2 separate regions of the Sus scrofa genome follow, and region 1 is linked to region 2. A link is a contact called in public HiChIP or PLAC-seq data. All regions are on one chromosome and are shown on one strand. The core of a region is the stretch at or near the end of the contact, and the rest is flanking DNA. Distances in the headings are between cores, read along the strand shown. Region 1 overlaps LOC110255830 (a long non-coding RNA gene). Region 2 has its middle 160 kb from the start of KCTD12.

The links. HiChIP or PLAC-seq counts read pairs in DNA pulled down with a chosen protein or histone mark.
Region 1: an H3K27ac HiChIP or PLAC-seq map of alveolar macrophages shows a contact between it and region 2. The contact joins two enhancer-like sites. A contact is called at or near these places in 2 of 2 datasets of contacts at active chromatin or transcription factors (alveolar macrophages and skeletal muscle).

The regions. Positions count from the first base shown.
Region 1 is chr11:49,005,938-49,009,282 of Sscrofa11.1, forward strand. All of the region lies in intron 3 of LOC110255830 (a long non-coding RNA gene), which reads right to left. Among named protein-coding and RNA genes, the nearest start is that of KCTD12, 26 kb to the right of the region's middle. Within about 2 kb of position 1,539, at least 3 of the 83 cell types and tissues checked have an H3K27ac peak or open chromatin away from gene starts, as enhancers often do. A contact at or near this core is called in alveolar macrophages, where this site is marked.
Region 2 is chr11:48,871,315-48,874,700 of Sscrofa11.1, forward strand. No RefSeq gene overlaps it. Among named protein-coding and RNA genes, the nearest start is that of KCTD12, 160 kb to the right of the region's middle. Within about 2 kb of position 1,502, at least 9 of the 83 cell types and tissues checked have an H3K27ac peak or open chromatin away from gene starts, as enhancers often do. A contact at or near this core is called in alveolar macrophages, where this site is marked.

The DNA.
Region 1 (3,345 bases), core at 289-2,788, 130 kb after region 2:
CATACAAAATGGGATAAAGTATAGAATAAATTTCCCATTTGTCTCAGCATATTTTCCATTCCACCTCTCCAGAGGGAGTCACTTAATCTCTTCCTTAAGATCCATGATATAATCTGTGTGAATGTAATTGTGTTTAAATATATGTATTTTAATCTGTAAAAAAAAAATAAAATTTCAAAAAAATGTATAGGTTTCAACTGACTTTGATCATTGTTTTTAAGAACCAAAGGAAGTTATTAATTACAAATCTTATCATAGAAATGTCCTGATAGAGCCAGTATTTCCCACTATTAATAGCTTTTTTAAATTAAATTCTGTAAGCAGTTCAAGATGTCAGTATCAGAATAGTCATTACTACCCTTGTATCCACACAATAATCATTACAATAAACCTGAGTGTGGACCACTGCTGAGACAGGACAAAAGATACCAAATGAAATAAGTATAATTGACTGTTTTATTCAGTAATTATACCATTTTTACATATAATACTGTAGCACTGTAGTCTTCAAGAAGTGACTATTTTAATTTGTGAACAATTAAAAAATAGATTTGATATGCAATTTAAAAAAAATCAATACAAATGTGAATGTGGTGAGCTAAAAAACACAGCACTATATTGTCTCTGATGATCTCCGTGGATTAGGGTTATATATTTGTTATTTTTCCTTCTGCATCTTATTTTTTTTATTTTTTATGATGAGTACATATCATTTTTACAATCAGAAAAGTGTCAGGTCTAAATTAAACAAAAGCATATATGTACTTCTTATTGCCACATCTGATGAAGAAAATGTTGGTTAGCACTAAGAAGGGTCAAAGAAAAGGAACTAGGATCAATAATAAATGAACATCAGATCTGGGGAGTATTCCAAAAGTTCTGCAATAGGCAGGCAGGGAACATCACAGCCAACACGGTCCTGGCTGGGGAGCACAATGACTAGGGTTTCCAGCCAGGAAAGGACAGCGACCCGGGCCAGCTCCGTTTCTTCCCACTCTCACCTAACCAAGACCCTCGTGCAATTTGCTTTCTCTCCCTACCTCTACTCTCTTGTACAGGGGTGTACTCTTTTTCTATTTGTTTTTAACTTACTTTATTGAAGTATAGTTGATTTACAATGTTGGGTTAATTTCTACTGTACAGCACAGTGAGCCAGTTATATATATATATGTATATATATATATACATACACACACACATACTCTTTTTCATAGTTTTCCATTATGGATTGAGACAGGATATTGAATAGAGTTCCCTGTGCCCCATTTACTCTTTAACTCACCATACTCTTTTTCATAGTTTTCCATTATGGATTGAGACAGGATATTGAATAGAGTTCCCTGTGCCCCATTTACTCTTTAACTCACCATAACCTGGTCCCTTTCCCCTAGTTCCCTCCCCCAGCTCCACAGCAATTGCTCTCACCACCACCAGCAATGTTCCCTTTGTTGTCAAATCCAAGTCACATTCAGTCCTTGTCCTGTAGTTGAATGACCTCTCAGTCACGAATGACCCTTCGGTCACAAATGAGGCAACTGACTTCCTCCTCGAACATCTCTTTCCTTGAATCCTATGACAGACACACTGGTGGTTGTCTCCCCAGCAGACATTACCCCACATTCACATGTATATACACCTGCTTCCTGGCCAGCATGCTGCCAGCTGCATTAGGCGCGGGCAGCAGCACCCTCTGAGGAAGTAACCTCCTACCCCAGCCCCAGGACATGAACCATATTGAGCTAGACCCGTCAAGGAAATCTCATTTCCCTTTGTTGTAATTAGCTTAGGACTCAGGCTTAGGACTCGGTATTGGTCAAGAGGCCCTGAGGATAAGTTCCTCCTGATGTACGAGTCCTGTCTTTAAAGTCAGTTTTTGACATTTGGCCCTGTGACAGCCATTTTGAGACCATAAAAGGAAAACCAGAAGAATCACTAGCTGCTAATGCAGAGCCTGGACATCAAAGAAATACTGAAGTAATCAACCCTGGAACTACCTAGCTCCAGACTACTATGTGAGATAAGAAGCCACTCTTCTCTAAGCCATTCAGCTAGATGTTCAGTTCCTGCAGCTGAAGATAACCTAGTTGAGGAGTTCCCGCCGTGGCTCAGTGGTTAATGAATCCGACTAGGAACCATGAGGTTGCGGGTTCGATCCCTGGCCTCGCTCAGTGGGTTAACGATCCGGCGTTGCCCTGAGCTGTGGTGTAGGTCGCAGACGCGGCTCGGATCCCGCATTGCTGTGGCTCTGGCGTAGGCTGGTGGCTACAGCTCGCTCCAATTTGACCCCTAGCCTGGGAACCTCCACATGCCGTGGGTGTGGCACTAGAAAAGACAGAAAGACAAAAAAAAAAAAAAAAGATAACCTAGTTGAGGCTGATATACTCTCCTGACCTTCCTTCCGTATCCTGCCTACTCTACAGGCCCTCTTCCAAATTCTACCACCTCCTGCTGGTTAGTGTTCTGGAAAGGTTCACCTCTAACCTCCTGTTTTTACTCCATTTACTTTCTCTTTGAGCTTTCTCTCCTCTACCTGGATGTTTTTATCTATACGTATTTATTTCAAGTTTACACCAATATTTATTGAAGGACTACTCCGAGCCAGATCCTGTTCCATTTTCTATGCTTTGGGAATGTGCTGATGAATAAGACCACTGAGATCCCTGGAAAAGAGAAGGGTTTGAAAGAGAAGAAGGGGAGGAGAGAAGAGAGGTTGAGGTTGAGGATCTGTTTATGAGACCTACTATTAAACAGAGTGCCTATCATTAACGATTCAATATTATACACTTAAAAATTTGTGAAGAGGATTGATCTCATGCTAGGTGTTCTTAACCACAAAAAAAAAAAAAAAAAAAAAGGAAGGGGGAGCAGGAAGAAACTTAGAGGTAATGGATATTTTATTGCCTTTATTACAGTGATGGTTTCACAGGTATATGCATATCTCTAAAATCACCAAATTTTATACATTAAATATGTCCAGCTTTTTGAATATCAATTATATCCCAATAAAGCTGTCTTAAAAGTACAAAAAGGAGTTCCCATAGTGGCTCAGTGGAAATGAATCTGACTAGCACCCATGAGGATGCAGTTTCAATCACTGGCCTCACTCAGTGGGTTGGGGATCTAGAATTGCCGTGAGCTGCGGTGTAGGTCGCAGATGTGACTCAGATCCCACACTGCCATGGCTGTGGTGTAGGCCAGTGGCTACAGCTCTGATTCAACCCCTAGCCTGGGAACCTCCATATGCCGTGGATGAGGTTGTAAAAAGACAAAAAAAAAAAAAAAAAAAAAAAAGCTCACACACAAAAATACCAAAAAATGTCCTTTTTGAGAAGATGTTCAAGTTTT
Region 2 (3,386 bases), core at 252-2,751:
TTAATTGTGTTTCTACATTATAAATAGTTTAGGCATAAAAGGCAGGAAAATTAATGTCAAGCATCTGTGTGCTTTCCAAATTTAGTAAGAATTAACAATGCATTAAAAAAAAAGATATAAATTCACAAGGACCAGGGGAATGTAAAAGGATATAGCAGTGGAAAAGAGGTGTCAACACATTTTTGGCTGTGACAACCTATATGAAAAAAGAATCCAAAAAGGAATAGATGTGTGTGTATGTATAACTGAGTCACTGTGTTGTACAGCAAAAATTGTCATAACATTGTAAGTCAACTATACTTCAAACTTTCAAAATGAAAAACAACAACAACACAACAACACATTTTTGGAAGATGAAAAGTGTTGAAGGGACCAAAAGTTGAGTAAGTGCCCCAGTTAGCTGGGAGAGAGGGAGGAGTAAGTTAATGAAGCAACTCACTTCATTTCAAAATCCAGAGAGATTCTCACTGGGGAGCATAGCTGACTGAAAAAGTTGGGTGGAGGACCACAAACAGGAGAAGTGGCTGCAAGCCTATGAGAGGGATCTGGACCTCTAGATCCCAGTCCTTTTCTGATGCGTCCAGGCAATGGCTGCTGACGGGAGCTCAGAAACAAGTTGCTCTCTTGCTTTCCCATCCACAAGATATTGAAACTCCACCCTGCATGGGAGTCAGGGGTAAGATATGCTCTGGAGGGAGGACAAAAAGCTTGGGGCTGCTGCCTGCATCTTTGTAATCCTGGGAAAACTGCCACCATCCCAGTAGGAAGTTGGAGGAATCCAAGAGAATGGAAAAGACAGAGATCTTGTAAGGGAGAAAAACAGACCCTTCTCCGGGGGAACCAGAACTGGGCTCCAAGGCTGAGAAAGTGAAGTTGTCTAATGGGCATTATATGAGATGATAGAATGTCCCCTTTGTTACTGGTTTTGCTTCAGAGCAGCACCCCGCAGTTTTGAGAGCATTTTTTTGTCTACCTTGGGAGAGGGGGAACATTTTTTTTAATCTAAGATGCCTGAAGACATCAAATTTAAATTTCAGACTTGTACCCACTGTAGTCAGCAGAAAACCCTGCCAACACAGACAGTTTATTTGGGAAATATCCAAAGCAGAAAAATCTAGAACAAGTATAGGGAGATTTGCTATCCTTGGAATTAGATGGAAAGAAATCCAGGGACATGTTGTAGTGACCATAACTTCAGTCAGAATGGACAAGCCCATGACACTGGGGTTCTCTAGTGTAACAAGGGAAGTATTTTTTCACATTTGCATTTTCTACTCAAATCCACTCAGATCGAGAGAGAGGGATCCTATAAAGAAGTGTTCACTAAGCCTGGTTACAAAAGTCTAAGACCAGTCCCAAGACCAACAATAGGAAAAATTCAGCAAATGTAACTCAACTTGGTGCCGGTGAAACTTGGGCCACCATCTGGACTCAGCTGTATCAGTGTTCTCTCGCCACAACACTGTTGCATAAGTACAACCACAAACCCTCAGCAGCTCAGTCATAAAGACTTACTTTGCTCACACGTCTACAGGCCTTATATAAGGTAATCTTGCTGCTCTGGGATAGGCTTAGCTGATCTTGGCAGGACTCACTTGTGGGATGGCAGGCAGCAGGGACCTGGCTGTCTAGCATGGCATCATTATTCTGTTGGGACAGCTCCTCTGTCATTCATATAGCTGCTCAATTCAGCAGCCTAGTCCAGCCTTGTGCTCATGAAGGAGGCTGGGGTCCAAGAAAGGGAGCAGTAGCACCCAAGGCCTCTTGGGACCCAGGCTCAGAATGGGCATATCTTCATCTCTTCTGCATTTTTTTTTTCTTTTTTGGCTGCCCCTAGGCATATGGAATTCCCAGGCCAGATATCAGATTTGAGCCACAGTCTAGACCTAAGCCATAGCTGCAGCAATGCTAGACCCTTAACTCGCTGCACCAGGCCAGGGATCAAACCTGTGTCCCAGCACTCCTAAGACACTGCCAATCCCATTACACCATGGGGAAACTCCTCTTCTGCATTTTATTGTTCAAAGCAAGTCACAAGGTCAGCCCAGACTCAAGAGTGGGGAGGTAGAGCACTTCTTTATAGGAGATGCTAAAATTTCACATCCCAAGGAGCATGGTCACAGGGAGGGGTAATAAACAAGGGCCATTAGGACAACTGATCTACCACACCCACCAGCATTTGGTATAAAAGAATTAGTTCTGTGAGTAAATCAAAAGAACTTGGTTAAAGGCAATGCAATATCCTGGAAGGAAAAAAAAAAAAAACATATTAGCGAGAAAACTGCTAAAACTGCTGAAATCTGAACAAAGGCTGTATTTTAGTTAAGAGTAATATTAGGAGTTCCCATTGTGGCTCAGCGGAAACAAATCCGACTAGGAACCATGAGGTTGCGGGTTCAATCCCTGGCCTCGCTCAAAGGGTTAAGGATCCCGCATCGCCGTGAGCTGTGTTGTGGGCCAGCAGTAACAGCTCTGATTAGACCACTAGCCTGGGAATTACCATATGCCCCGGGTGTGGCCCTAAAAAGACAAAAGACAAAAAAAAAAAAAAAAAAAAAATTCTTGGGAGTTCCCGTCGTGGCGCAGTGGTTAACGAATCTGACTAGGAACCATGAGGTTGCGGGTTCGATCCCTGCCCTTGCTCAGTGGGTTAACGATCCGGCGTTGCCGTGAGCTGTGGTGTAGGTTGCAGACGCGGCTCAGATCCCGCGTTGCTGTGGCTCTGGCGTAGGCTGGCGGCTACAGCTCCGATTAGACCCCTAGCCTGGGAACCTCCCATATGCTGCAGGAGCGGCCCAAGAAATGGCAAAAAGACAAAAAAAAAAAAAAAAAAGAGTAATATTAATTACCTAGCTCTGAAAACATCATCATGGTTATGTCAACAAGAGGAGAAGTTAGGTGAAGCACATATGGGAACCCTACTATCTTTGCAACTTTTCTGTAAAACTAAAATTAATTCAAAACAAGAAGTTGAATTTGGAAGGGACATCCTAAAAAGAACCTGTAGTTCTGGAGTGTAGGCCATTGGTGGTGTGCAGCACCCTTAACTGGGTGCATCCCTGAGTCCCAGAGGATGCTCTAGCCTGTATTCAGAAACCCCTGTGGCCTGGGAAAGTTGGGCAGCACATGGGAACTGAAAAGCCAGAGCAGGTGGCTTGGCCGGGGCCATGTCTCTGCAGACCTCCCAGGCAACAGCTTTGGCAGGAGAGGTGCCTGGCTCTGTGGGGCAAGTGGCTGTGCCAGGATCCTCTCTCAGTGTGACTGAAGGGGTGCTGAGCAAGCCGACTGGGGTAGTTAGAAGATGCAACACACAGCTACAAGGCTGCAGAGCTTGGGGACTCTCTTTTCTTCCCTTTTTAAATGAGTAAAATCCAGATTTCACCATC